2 separate regions of the Mus musculus genome follow, and region 2 is linked to region 1. The links are chromatin contacts, called in public HiChIP or PLAC-seq maps. All regions are on one chromosome and are shown on one strand. Each heading gives the region's core, a stretch centred on a gene start, on an enhancer-like site or on the middle of the called end of the contact. The rest is flanking DNA. Distances are from core to core; before and after follow the strand shown.

Region 1 (7,066 bases), core at 2,304-4,803:
AAATCTTTTAAAAAAAAGAGAGAGATAACTGATTTAAAAAAAAAAAAAGAGAGAGATAGCAAAATAAGAATTCAAGGCCGAGACAAAGGAAAGAAGACAGTACATGCCAGTCAGTCTCTGCAGGCTGGAACCTGGCTCCATGCTTGACACGGTGAATTGCAGAAAGTGAAAATCCAAGCCTTTGATTGAGAATTAAATAGAAAACCACTATTGAATTTAAAAAAAAAAAAAGCTAAAAATAACTAGGTAATTGCTATGGTTTGAATATGAAGTTCCCCAGAGGATCATGTGTTGACTATTGGCCTCTGGTTACTAGTGCAACTCAGTGTAGTGGAGGCGGGCCTGGTGGAGGCGGGCCTGGTGGAGGCGGGCCTGGTGGAGGCGGGCCTGGTGGAGGTGAGCTTTCCGTGGTATATTTTGCCAGGATTCCCCTCCAGCTGCTACAGAATGGGACTCTTTGCTCTACTGAGATGTTTCTGCTTTGCCACAGGCTGAAAAAGCCACAAAACCAGTCAACTGTGAGCTGAAAAGTCTACAACCAAGAGCTTTAATGGCTTTCGTCTGTAAACTAATTTGCTCACATGTGTTGTCATGGTGACGAAAAAGAAAACTATTTTTCAGTGTCAGTGGAATTGGAGGCCAAGTCTTGTGTGGCACACACTGGTTCTGAATACATATGCGGCTTAGCTGAAGATAACCTTGAACTCCTGACCATCCAGCCTCCATCTCCTGAGTTTGCATGGTCTCTTGTTCAAAGACAATCTCTTAACAGCTAAGAAGCAGCAGAGACCATAACAAAACAAAGAATGTGCACAAAGACTTAAATCGCCCCCCCCCCCCCCACCACACCACTCCAAACCGGAGGGAGTCCCGATTAGCATCTAGAGCCTCTGGACATAAAGTAATTATCCTGTCACTTGAGCAGTTCCAGAGACGGCCTTCCAGAGTCCACATTCCCAGGCAGCAGATGGAGCTGTAATAATAAGCTGTGTGGCTTCCAGACTCCGTTTTAAAAAACTCTTTCAAAGTGGCTTTCATCCTAATTTCCTTCTTATTTCTACACTTACGAGAGAAAAAAAAAAGATGAATCACACGTTAGACTGATCTACAGTGATATTCACAGTAAGAGAAGGTCATTCCTGTTCGCTGGGACCAAGCACTCTGACCTTTTCTGTGCTTCAGCAAGGAAAACCTTCCCAAGCTTGGATGGGTTGGTTAGTCTGAGCTGAAGAGGTCAGCTCAGGGACTTTGGAAAATTCCACCAGACCCCTCCCCTCCTGGAAGAGAGAGGCCATTGAGCTCCTAGGTATAAAGAAAGCCCAGAGCAAGTAAACACATTCCTCAGAGTGCAGGGACCGTTGGACCCCCACAGTCAAGGAAAGCCCTTGATACCTCAGTCCCTAAATACTTTAAAGTTTAAAGGGCACACTGTTCCACCAATCATATTGTGCCTGGTTGCTGCTGCTCTGAAAACTGTATAAAAACTCACCGAATGGGCTGCGTGCACGAGGTCGCCACCTCTCCTTCAGGTGTAGGGTGATCCCAACACGTTGGAACAATAAATTCCTCTTGCTCTTTGCATCCATCCCCAGCTCTGAGGTGTTCACTCAGGGGGTCCCCGGTAAGCTAAAGCTTGTCAGAGTCTTCCAGAGCCAAAGCCAAAAGACAAGGAAAGTGGCTTAGACATCCATGGAGAGAATGGTTTTATGTAATTATCCTCCCTTCACTAGGAAGCTAAGCTGTGTGTTAATGGAGAGGAATAGTCCCTTCTCCACGGGGAAGCTAAGCTACTTCAGATAACTACTCTCTAAGTAAAAGAGATTTTGCGTGACTGCCGCACCCGGGGATCCATCCCATAATCAGCCACCAAACGCAGACACTATTGCATTTGCCAGCAAGATTTTGCTGAAAGGACTCTGATATAGCTGTCTCTTGTGAGGCTATGCTGGGGCCTGGCAAACACAGAAGTGGATGCTCACAGTCAGCTATCGGATGGAACACAGGGCCCCCAATGGAGGAGCTGGAGAAAGTACCCAAGGAGCTGAAGGGGTCTGCAACCCTATAGGTAGAACAACAATATGAACTAACCAGTATCCCCAGAGCTCGTGTCTCTAGCTGCATATGTAGCAGAAGATGGCCTAGTCGGCCATCAGTGGGAGGAGAGGCCCTTGGTCTTGCAAACTTTATATGCCCCAGCACAGGGGAACACCAGGGCCAAGAAGTGGGAGTGAGTGGGTAGGGGAGGGGGTATAGGGGACTTTTGGGATAGCATTTGAAATGTAAATGAAGAAAATACCTAATAAAAAATTGGGGGGAAAAGATTTTGCTAAAGAGCTAGTGGATGGAACCCAAAAGGGTGAGGTGGAAATCATGGTACCATTAAAAACAAATTGTTAAACATCTAGGTAACCACAACGGTCACCGACTGCGTGCAATACTAATTCGAGAAATATAAAATGGTGAAAATACATTAAAAACCAGAGGGGAGTAATGAGAACCTTCTTATCTCTCCAGGAGCTGAATAAACACACAATTATATCAGACACTATGACAGCATGCTAACAGTTTAGGAGTGATAAACAAAACACTAGATACAGAATGTAAAAAAAAAAAGTCCTTATTAGTGGGGGTGGAGCTAAGGATGTGGGGGTGGAGTCTCTAGCACTGTGACTAGTCAGTGCTAGAGAACCTTGCTGTGACTGGTGAAATTCTTTGACTCAGGTGCTGTGGTCTCACGGGTACTCCTGGCTGCTCTGAGGTCTGAATTTACAGGATCACTGGAGGAGGAGGAGGACTCCTCTCCCTCCCCTCCCCTCCCCTCCCCTCCCCTCCCCTCCCCTCCCCTCCCCCTCCCTCTCCTCTGTCCTCCCCTCCCTGTGCCCTGAATAAACTCTCTTCTATACTATAAAGTCATGTCTAGTCCCTCACAGAGAAGGGATGTCTCAGTATGGGCCCACAGAGGCACTCCCTTCCCCCACACCAAACATTCCTTCTCTCCTTCTCTTTTTATAAAACACAACAGTAGAGGGAATTTGGAAAGTAATATCCAAATTATTATTGCTAAAAAAAATTATTACTACCACACTGACGGTTTTTTGAAGCAATGCAAGCTAGGGGTTGGGGAGATGGGGAGTGGTCAGGAGCACTGGCTCTCCTAGCATAGGATGACAGTTCAGTTCCCACTACCACAGAGCTCACAGCCATCCATAGAGGGCTCCGTCCAGAGGATACGATACCTTCCTCTGGCCTCCGGGGGCACTGTATGCAAGTCCCACACAGACACACACGTGGACAAAACACTTATACACATTAATTACGACTAGATATATCTTTTAAAATGCAAACTCACGAAAATCTAAGGTGCATATCAAAACTCAGGCTCTACATCAGACTCTGAGAGCAGAAGCTCATCAGAGGGGGAAATGGCATCGTTGTATCGCTCTATTCAAGGAACTCTATCTAAATTCAAAACCCGCGGTTGGATAAGCAGCCTGTTTAAAAGACGTCTAAATTATCCAGGGTGTGCAATGCTTGCTTCCGCAACAAGGACCTTTTTTTGCCTTCACACACTGCGCTTTAAACTTCGTTCTGGAACTGTCTGGAAGGTGCCAAATACCAATAGCCTCTGGCTGCTCGTAAAATATTTAGAAAATATTCCATAAAAATCTCCAAACAGCAGCTGAGCTACTACATAATTGAGCAACTGGAAAACCGACTTTTACTCTCGTGATCAGGGGGTGGCAGGGATGAGTCTTCCAGAGCCCTGCAGGCAAACAGTGGGAGTGAGAGAGCCAGCGAGTGGGTGTGGCTCAGGGTCTAAGAGCCTCAGGACACAACTGGCCCTGCTTTGTTTCCCACGGGATTTGGGGCCAGAACTGTTTCCTGAGCTCATCATTTCTGCAAAATGGCACTTGGCTCCCCAGGGTCTCCTCCTTTTTTTTTTTTTTTTCTCGTTAATTTGTAGCAGCTTGTGGATGTTGGAGAGGGTGTGGATTTCCTTTGCATTGGTCAATAAGCAACTGTCTTCAGGCAGAATTGTTTGGCAGATTTATTTATTTATTTATTTATTTATTTTTATTTAGAGTACCTGGTTTTTAATTTTTCTAAGTCCTGGCCCTGAGACTCAGTTTCACTGTTCTAATATGAAAAGCACAATTTCTAGAAAGGGAGAATGGCTCAGTGGGTAAAGGTCCTTGTGGCCAAGCCCGACAGGCAGAGAGACAAACCTCCAGAACCCATAAAAGGAGGAAAGAGCTCACTCCTGTAAGTTGTTTTCTGAGTTCCACGTACGCACCACAGCGTGCGTTCCACACACAAGCAAGCAAATCAATAAATACTAAAAACAGGAAGGGGCAGAAAAGAGACAAGCAAGGTCAGCTTTGCACAGCTGTGTTCCAATATGTTTACGTTATATTCCGTGGGCACACGCAGGAGAACGGCTGGGTTTGTTCGTTTTTGATTTGTGTTTTGTGTTTCATTTGGGACAGGGTTTCTCGGTGTAGCTCCGGCTGTCCTGGAACCCACCAGGCTGCCAGGCATGATCTGTTATCCTCGCCTGGAGTACTGGCTAGAAGCAAGCTCTTGAAACAGGCAAGGTCCCGCTGGCATTTCCCATCTCTTCTTTGCCACCGGTGTTGGCCTCGAGGGAAATAACTGTTATCATATAAAGATGCAGGGGGTAGAAAGTCTCTGCCTGTTACCAAGAACTGGGTTAGAGGCGCATGGTTATACGACGCAGCCGTTCCATTGCTCAACGAGGCTCTTTCTTTTATGCTTTATGCTTATGATAAGGTCTCGCTGAGTGGCCCACACCAGCCCTTTTCAGCTCTCTTGCTGGTCAGCCTGTTCTGGCATTCTTTGTCTCTAACTCTCCTGTGACCTCCATACCCAGCCAGCAAGTACATGGGTGCTGGGGACCTGAACTCCTGTCCTTACACTTGGGGGGAAGCGCTTTACCTGCTGAGCCATCGGCTCAGCTCTGTTTTGTTTTGTTTTGTTTTGTTGTTTTGTTTTGGTTTTTTGATTTTTTTTGTTTGTTTTTTTCCAATTCTTCTCTTTAACTGGGCCACATACTATAAGCCGCTTCAAAACTACCGTCCCCTTTTACCCCTTAATAGCTATATACTTTTATAATCAAGTGCTACAATCTATGTTTTGATTAAAAGTGTAGTCTATTTGTATTTATTTTGACTATGGGAAAGATGAATTTAATTTCTTCTACCTTAATTTCACCTCCCATATGTGGTTTTTCGTCTTGCTTTTCTCTATTATTTTATCATTCTATTAAAATGAGTTCTGGTTTTTGCCCTGACTCCACCCCCACACCCCTGGCTCCACCCTCACATTACTGACTCCACCCTCACACCCCTGACTCCACCCTCACATTACTGACTCCACCTGGAGTGGCCAGGGATGTGGGGGTGGAGCTCTCTAGCAGTGACCGGTCACAGCGGTCACAGAGTGGCTCTCTAGCACTGAATAGTCGCAGTGTGGTTCTCTAGCACAGACTAGTTACTCACATTCGTTCTCTCTCAGAATCTGCTCTCTCCCGATGTCTCAAGTCGCTTTTCCGACCACTATAATCTGCCTACCCACATTTTCCCTTGCTAACATAGTGCCTGCATTCATCAAGTTCAGAAAAGTAAGCTGGTGTGCTGGATTCTGGCCAACTGCAGAGAACGTCTCTGCAGCTGCTGGGAGACTGTAGGAGACAGCCTTGTAACATCTCTGCGCAACTGGCGACATACACAAATGGTTTTAAAGTCTTGAGTTATTCCTGAAGCAAGTAAGCACGTCTCCATCTGCTTCATTGTTACTGTGACACTAAAGAAAATAATTTATATGGAAACTATATATGTGAATATATATATATATATATACATACATACATACATGTACATGTATATATGACATGATATTATCATTTCAGCCAAAGGCTCACATTTCTGAAACAGCCAGAAGTATAGGAAATTAGATGGAGTGGTCCAAGATGAAGTCATGTACATAATTTCCAGAGAAGGAGACTGCCACGCCTAGGTCATACACCTCTTCTTTGAGTTGGGGATTTGCATCAAAAAACCAAGCGCAGTCTATACGCCATGCGTCTGTAAGGAAACGGAGGCAGAAGAGCCGAACTGATGACAGAACTTCCATTGACTTCTCTTAATTAACTCACTCCAGGGAAGCAAATGTAATCTGCTCTCCCTAGAGCCTCCCAATGTGTCAGAAGTCTATGTGTTTTCATTACACGAATTGCTTCACCAGCGGCCACAGTGGGAAGCCCCAGCGCTTTGCAAACCTGCATTGATGCAACAATTTATTTGGAAGCCAATAAGAGGAAGAGTCAGCCCAGAAAGTGTAATGGACCCAGCTTGAACTTCTAGCCAACACCATTGAGCACCTGTTAGTGATCGTAAAGAAGTTAGAGGCGCTAGAACACACTGTACTGCATCCGATGCCCGGCGGCCACGGTGAATTTATGCTTAGCCCCCTAAGCACATTAGGCTTACATTCTCGTGCAATTTCCACACCTTCTCTACATGCTGTACATTCTCCACAAGTTAGCCTCAGAAAAGCAGACCTTCCCCCCACAGGACTCACAAAGGCATTCAGGGTGTCCCAAAATTTGAAAGGAACTAGGGTCAATAAATTAGGGGATGTAGAGAGGGAAAAAAATTGGTTGGGTAGGAATAAAAAAAAAATTGTGGGCCAGCAAGATGGCTCAGCAGGTAAAGGTGCTTGAGGCCAAGTCCAAGGTCATGAGTTCAATCCCCAAGACATACAGAGTGGAAGGAGAGCGTCAACATTCACAAGTTGTCCTCTGACCTCCACAGCCATACTGTGATACACACATGTCCGGGCCACCCCCGGTTAATAACTGTAATAAAAATCTTTTGCTTGGGAATAGACATATTAAGCACAGTGATAACAAAATAAGTCGTGAGAAAAAAAATATTTGCATTATTTGTCACAATGAAAGAGTTGGTGCATAAAGAGCTTTGATACAAAAGAGCTTCTCACCACAGGAAGTAAACGTTTTGTTAGGGACCTAGGGAAATATGGGCGC
Region 2 (7,066 bases), core at 1,913-4,412, 570 kb before region 1:
GGGTTTTACTTCACTGAGTGGTCTAGATGACCTCCGTTTGCCCTGTCAACGGTTGGAGACCATAGTGTTTTGTACATTTCTTCCCCAGCTGTTTGAAATTCCATAGAGATTCATTTATTTTGTGGTCTATAAAGCGATCTTATTTTGCTGTGGTAAGTTACAGGCTTTCCTCAGAAAGCAGCCTTCTCCTAATGTCAGACAACATCAGCTACAGCAACTGTGCTTTGGGGAAGGTTATGTTAGGTGTGTTCAGAAATATCCTCCATGAGGCAGTTTCTGTCACATCCCTTCCTGTCTACTCTTTAACCTGGGTCTCTCAGCTGTCTCTTTCCTTAGCACACCTAATTTCACACACCTCTACTACACTGCAGGTGCTCTAGGACAAAGGTGACTTATTTGTTTCTGTCTTAGACAGTCCCCAAATTGTTACTTAATCAACAGCAGGACCTTGATCTGTTTGCCACTGAGTGTCAGTGGGTCTCATGCCTTGCCTCTCAGCAGGTTCTGTACAGAGAAGAGGGCTCTATACAGAGAGAGAGAGAGATGAGAAGGTGAGATCATAAGACTGCCATCTTCCGCAGGGTGAGAGAAAGCTAAAGACATCACACAGGTATCTGCGTGGCTGTGTTTTTCCCCCACTAGGGTCTACCCTATAGGGGCAGAGCCTCGTCTCCATCAGGAGAGTTTGTAGGCCTCCAGGATATATATCTTTTCAAGGCTTGCTCCGTAGGAAGGAGATCAGGAAAAGAAGTCTCGATGGGCTTTGGTACTGGTGGTACCTTATGGCTGCCTGCCCTAAATATTCAATCTACCTAAAAAAAAGCGAGTTTGTGATAAGATGGCAAAGGGGTGGCTTTGTTTTGGGGTTAGAGATTCCATATCTGGGCAGCATAAAGCAGGCCATTTATTTTCATGTTTCTTCCTTTTTCTCTGCCCTGCAACACGAGGGTCTCTGTAAACACCAGAGCCGGCAGAGTAAGGATCCATGTGAGGTGAGAAAGAAATTAGTTCAGAGAGATTCAGTAGCTGGTGTTGGTTCAAACCTCTGAACAACAGCTTTCAGACCCTGTGGGTGGGGGTCGAGTGACCCTTTCATGTGGCTTGCTGAAGACCACCAGAAAACACAGATGTTTACATTATAATTCATAACAGTAGCAAAATTATAGTTATAAAGTAGCAATGAAATGATTTTATGGTTGGGGGTCACCATGACCCAAGGAACTGTATTAAATGGTTGGGAGCTACTGCTCTAGAGTCTGACACTGGATAGCTGATTTCAGGCATTTTTAAGCACAGTCCAATTTGGGGGGGAAAATTTCCTGGTATAGCGCAATCCCATGTGCGTGAGGAGGCATAATTTCAAAACTTCTCAAAGTGCGTGTTATTTCTGGCATGAAGACGGGTAGATGGGCTCCAAAGGTAGATTTCATCTTAAGAGCCTAGAGGAGGTCTCAGTCATGCATTTAGTACAGAGGTCATCTGGGCCACTAATCACCTCCAGTCCCAGCTGTGGGAGCTTAGGGGGAGCCAGGTATGATCTGGCCCTACAGATAGCACGGAGGTTGCCAGGTGATCGGCCACCTCCATCCCCAGCCTTTAGGGCAGAAAACAGGTTATACGTCTTTTTCCAGGCAGCCCTGCATGTGTTTAACATTCCTGGTCTCCCTAGCGCTATCTGTGATCAAAACCTTTGTGCTCCCAACATTCTTTCGTTCCCTCCCTTTGTCCCCTGGTGTGTGGTGTGCGGTGTGTGGTTTGCAGTGTGCTTTGTGTGTGCGTGTATGTGTTGGCCAGAGGTCAATCTCCGGTGTGTTCTCAATTCCACGCTACCTTATTTTTTTTAGATAGCATTTCCCATTCAATGTAGAGCTTACAAAATTCAGTTGTACTGGATGACCAGCAAACCCCAGGCTCCTCCTGTCTTTTGGGCTCCCCTACATTGGGCTTCCAAGCGATGCCTGCTCTCTCATTGTGGGTTTTCAGGATGAGGCAAACACTTTCCCCGCTGAGCCATCTCCCTGGGCGTGGAATAAACTTTCTCACCTTGAAAGAGTGGATAGGATAGTGACTAGGCATGCTGGGATTGGTACAGGCCATTTAAGCTAAGTTAGGGCAGTGTCCCAACGTCACATTTCATTGGAAGTACTTCTCTACCAAACGGCAATCAAAGCTGTGTGAAGGGTGTGTGTAGCCAAAGAGTAGGATTCTGTATCGTCAGATCATCTCAAAGGGAGAGCCTGGGAGGCCGAGGGATGAGTTTATAGAGAGAAGGAAGACTCAAATGGATGAGGACACTTGGGATTATAGTCAGACACCAAAACTTCAGCCATCTTGACACTTGCTGATCCGGTCCGTTGAATAGGAATGGTCAAGTTTACCTGCTCGGACTCCCCCACTAGTTACTACGAATGCAATGGACAGCGCGAACATTGGTTTCGTTACAAGCTATAAGCTGAGCCACGAGCTGAGGTATGACTTTGTCCTTTACTCATTAAATATTGCAGGATCTTGCAACACATCTTTCCTAACGCACAGCATGCTGCAATATGCCAGCACGGGTTTAAGAACAGTCGTGGGCCTGACCATCAATCACAGTTTCAAATCGACCCTCTCATGTTTCCGCTTGCTTGTTTAAGGTTTAGAGGAGTTCTCCCTCTGCTCTGCATGTCTCGCCCTTCTTAAAACTGGGACACCCAAGGTCTCCGCATCAGACCAAATTCAGCCAGGCTCTCTCCAGGTAGGCTTCTTATAGCTACCAAACCACCCCCGAACTCCCTGTAGTCCGTTGAGGTAAAAAGTTGTTCTTCCCTTACTTTTCACATCAATAGAAGATTCTCTATCAGGAAGAACCCTAACCCTGCCCCCTCCCAGCAACCCCGCATACGTACACCAGTGAGATCATTTCCCCTCAGATGGCAAAGAGAATGACCTGACAGTGAACTATGATGCTCAGGGTGACGAGGCCACCCAGGCAGCCTGACAGGAAGGCAGAAATGAAACCAGAGTCTCTCTTTTACCGAATTTGGAAACACTCGCTTGCCAGGCTCTGGGGAGAGTAAGGAGAGGGCGCCTGAACAGGAGCCATGTTCTTCCTGCTCCAGAGCCCTTGACTCCAGGGGGAGGGGCTGAGTGCTCCCTCCATCTCTGGAGCACTATCCAGACAGAGCTCCCTCTCACAGGCATGCAAGCACGCCTGAGCTACAGCTAGGTAAACAAGTCCGACGGCCCCACCCCATCCGCCATTTTCCTCCTTAGTGAAGTTTCTCTCCAGTATGGTTGTGTCCCTTCACACACGCTTGTGTCACGCTTTGGCGAAAATATTTTCCCCTACCAAATTACAACCTCTACAAGGACAGGGCTGTGCCTGTTCACTCCTGTCCCCTCGTACCTGTACATTAGGAGGCACCCAATCAAAGTCTGCCAAATCGTATGGTTTGGGGGAGGGGGGTCACAATACACAAATATGGGGCTATTTATAGGCAGAGGCTAGAAGAGAATGACCCCCTCGAGGGAAGGCAGCACCTTAAAGTTGTGACTACTCACAGGGTTCCCTTATGCAAACCCATGAGCCCTCAGTCCGGCCAAGAGCGTTCTTCCCAGATGCCCCACTCCCCAAGCTTGCCGTAGGCGCACAGCCATTTGTTTATGGGCTCTTGAAGGCTAGCCCGGGAGGATGGTGATGAGAGACCAGGACAGCCTTGTGCTGTCTCTTTTTCCCCTAACGGCTTTATCAGAGGTGAGGCAGAAAGGACACTGGCCTCCGGGGAAACAGAATAGGGAATTCTGGTAGGTCGGTAGCAGTTGCATGGAGGGGCACAGAGGCAATTCTTTGAGCTTTGTGTAGGCTGGGCGATTTCCCCCTTCCTACTGAAGTCGTATAAGCTCCCCCCCCCCAACCCCAACCCCAACAATCCCCACCACAAAACCACCGTGGCACTAACATGGCACTCAGGCTTGAACGGTGAGAAATGAGGTGAAACTGACAGCTGGAACCCATAGCAAGGGGTTCCAGGAAGAGGGGAAACAGCAGTGGAAAGCCACCGGTCTTAGGAAGCTAGGGGCCAGTGAGAGCTTTAGAACGCCAGCAGTTAGGACACGCATGGCGGATGGCCCAAGGGTTAGATGGCCCGAGGGTTAGAGCCAGAAAGGAGAGTGAAGGTCTTAGTCGTTTGACTGCTTGGTTGTCTGCACGTAGAGTCGCTTACAGACCTTTGAGGAGAGACATTTTAGCTGGTGAAGCTTTACAGAGTGTGAGCAGCCCCCCACTGAATCTTACTTCACTTGCTCCAACACCCACAGTTTCTTTTCTTTTGTCACTAGGTAAGCTTGTGATAGTGTCTGAACAAGGTATGTTCCAGGCAAGCGGTATCAACAATTTTTGTCTGTTTTTTTTTTTTCTTCAGAAAAATCAAGTCTCTAGAATGGAACTAATTTGTCCCTGTGGGGTGACCATAAAATCATGGTAGAGGGTGTCTTCTCCAAAGGCAGAGCATGATCTCACGCGAAACCAAAATGCGTGTCAGTGAGGTCCCACGAGAAGCTTCATAGGACTGGCCACTCAGCTTCCTGCCCCTTAGAACACTGGTTTCCATGACCCCGGAGGAACCAGGTCACGGCTACATGGCCTTTCCTGGTCAATTTTCACAGCAGAGAGACAACCAGGCTTTTCAGTTGTGTCTGGCGTCTCCACATTACTCTGGGACCTTCTGCAACTCCAGTGAAGTGCAGTCCCCACCAAAGATGAGCGGATTGCACTTGAATCGGAATGCCAATGCTTTATAGATAAAATTAGCATAATTTCCCCTCAGCCCATAACCTGACTCGTAGTTCCAGCATATATAAATGAATAACACGTAGTTTCCTATTACACCAGGCAATGAACCATAGCTTTTGATTTTTTTTTTTTTTTTTTTTTTTGGTATGAGCTAAGGTGATTAAATAAATAGTTTATTTACAAGTTAGCTGGAGAGATGACTCAGTGTTTAAGAGCACTTGCTGCTCTTCCAGAGGACCTGAGTTTGATTCCCAGCACTCATGTGGTGGCTCACAACTCCCTGTAATCGTAGTTTCATGGGATCCGACACTACCTTCTAGCTTGAGAGCACCAGACACGCCCATGTTAGGTGTATGTGCAGGCAGAATTCCCATACACGTAAAATAAATACTTTTTAAAAAATTAAAAAGGACAAGAAAGGAAAGATGGATGCTAGGATTCCTGGTTTTGAAAAGTTGGGCAGTTATACATCTCTCGGGCATGAGCTGCTGGCATGAAGGAACTATTTGCTTTCAGCCATGTTTTTTCCCCACTGATATTCTGTTTATGGGCTTGCCTTGGCTTCTCCTGTGTCTCAGGTCAGGCCCTGAGAGATAGAAATCTTTCTCCTGCCTCAAATCCTTTTATTGTGGTCCAGCCATTATGACCTGCTAGTAGCTTACTACATACACTCCTTACGTGTTATTAAAGAGGCAATGGTGAGATAGCACAGTATAAATAAAACCCAATTTCAACAAGCTGAAGGGGACTTTAAAATTATTCTGTTATATTCTAACTCCACAAAATTGAACTTCTTGCCAGGAGAAACCAAAAGGGTGTATATATCATATTTGACCAGGATTGCTAACCTACTCTCGTGAAACTAAATATTTCTTATATATATTGTGCTTTTGGGGGGGGGGTGGTACAAAATCATGCTGTGGTAGAAGTTATATATTCTTCTGTTGCTACCCTTCTGTTGAACTGTTTTGTATAATCTGAGGTGTGTGTGTGTGTGTGTGTGTGTGTGTGTGTGTGTGTGTGTGTGTGAGAGAGAGAGAGAGAGAGAGAGAGAGAAGAGAGAAAGACAGAGACAGAGACACACATAGAGACAAGAGACATAGAGAGATCTATCACTGATGGAACGTTTTGAGTGTTCCTTATTAGCATGCAGATGTTTCTGTTGTTACATTGTTTTCTTTCTGAAGTGCCGCCATGTTCTAGTACTGTTCTAATACAGGAGCTATGAAATGGGAAGAGCTAAGTGTCCTTCCTGAAGACAGACAGTTAGACCGGCAGCTCTTCATAATTTACGTTGGGCGCGTGAGAGTTCCAAAAGCCCTGTCTGTGTCCCTGGTGGGTCTGTTAAATCTTCAGAGGCCACTTCTCCACCAGTGAACCCCTTCTGCCAAAAAAGAATGGCAACTTTTATTAAATAAACACGGACCTTCTTTGAAGCGGGAACTATGCTTAGTGTCAGAAAATGGTTTTATCAGAAAATGGTTCCATATACATATTTTTCCTTAAGACCCTCCTAGCGAGCAGAAAATGTAGTTTATTATAGCTTCCTTTGTACTCAGAATCATATTTAAACTAGGACCCCATAAGAGAATTACAGGAAAGGTTCACAAGTGGGTGACGGCAAGGTTGCCCTTGTATTGCATAGAGATTTTTACTGTGACCACCATATTCTATTTGTTTGCTTTGTGTTATGTGGTGACAGTAAGCTGTGTAGTCCGTGAAAAAGTTGTTTGTCGAATACTCTACACTGACTACTTTTACCTACTTAACGATGTAGATATATCCTGCACACAGGAAAATCCCCCCAAATAAAGAAACTTCACAGTCGAAAATGAACTCACACCAAACTCTTTGGTAACAAGACCCAGGGCGGGTGGAGGGGCCTCCATTGCTCTCTGGGCTCCAGGCTTCCCTCTAAAAGGACAGCTGGACAGCTAGACTCCACCTGGAAAGATGTTTCTGTTGACAGATCAGGTTCCTGCACTGCTATTGGTGGCTAGGCTGGAAGGGAGGGTCCTCAAGAAAGGAGATCGAGATGCTGCCCCCTATCACAGGATGGAAATTTCCACTCTTTGGGAAGCCAATAGAGAAGACGGAAGGGTCTCCCGGTCTAACCCTTGCCGCCACATCCATTGGATTCCAACCCGAAGAGGGTAGACAGAAAGGCGGGTGAGTTAAATGTGGTATATTTTCTCTTAAAAAACGACTCAGCGTGGAATTTTAGGGCTAGATCCTAACTTGTGTGTGTGTGTGTGTGTGTGTGTATGTTTGCGCGTGTGTGCGCGCGTGTAT

The links. HiChIP or PLAC-seq counts read pairs in DNA pulled down with a chosen protein or histone mark.
Region 2: an H3K27ac HiChIP or PLAC-seq map of embryonic stem cells shows a contact between it and region 1, with 5 times the contacts expected there. The contact joins two enhancer-like sites. A contact is called at or near these places in 1 of 39 promoter capture datasets (liver), 1 of 15 datasets of contacts at CTCF or cohesin (the NIH/3T3 cell line) and 4 of 115 datasets of contacts at active chromatin or transcription factors (cardiomyocytes, embryonic stem cells and epiblast stem cells).

What each region holds. Positions count from the first base shown.
Region 1 is chr15:96,485,853-96,492,918 of GRCm38.p6, reverse strand. No RefSeq gene overlaps it. Among named protein-coding and RNA genes, the nearest start is that of Gm41392, 5.1 kb to the left of the region's middle. Within about 2 kb of position 3,553, at least 74 of the 459 cell types and tissues checked have an H3K27ac peak or open chromatin away from gene starts, as enhancers often do. A contact at or near this core is called in embryonic stem cells, where this site is marked.
Region 2 is chr15:97,055,732-97,062,797 of GRCm38.p6, reverse strand. All of the region lies in intron 1 of Gm32840 (a long non-coding RNA gene), which reads right to left. Slc38a4 (solute carrier family 38, member 4) reads left to right here and starts at 6,842. Exons shown (of 16, transcript NM_027052.3): 1 at 6,842-6,943. Within about 2 kb of position 3,162, at least 14 of the 459 cell types and tissues checked have an H3K27ac peak or open chromatin away from gene starts, as enhancers often do. A contact at or near this core is called in embryonic stem cells, where this site is marked.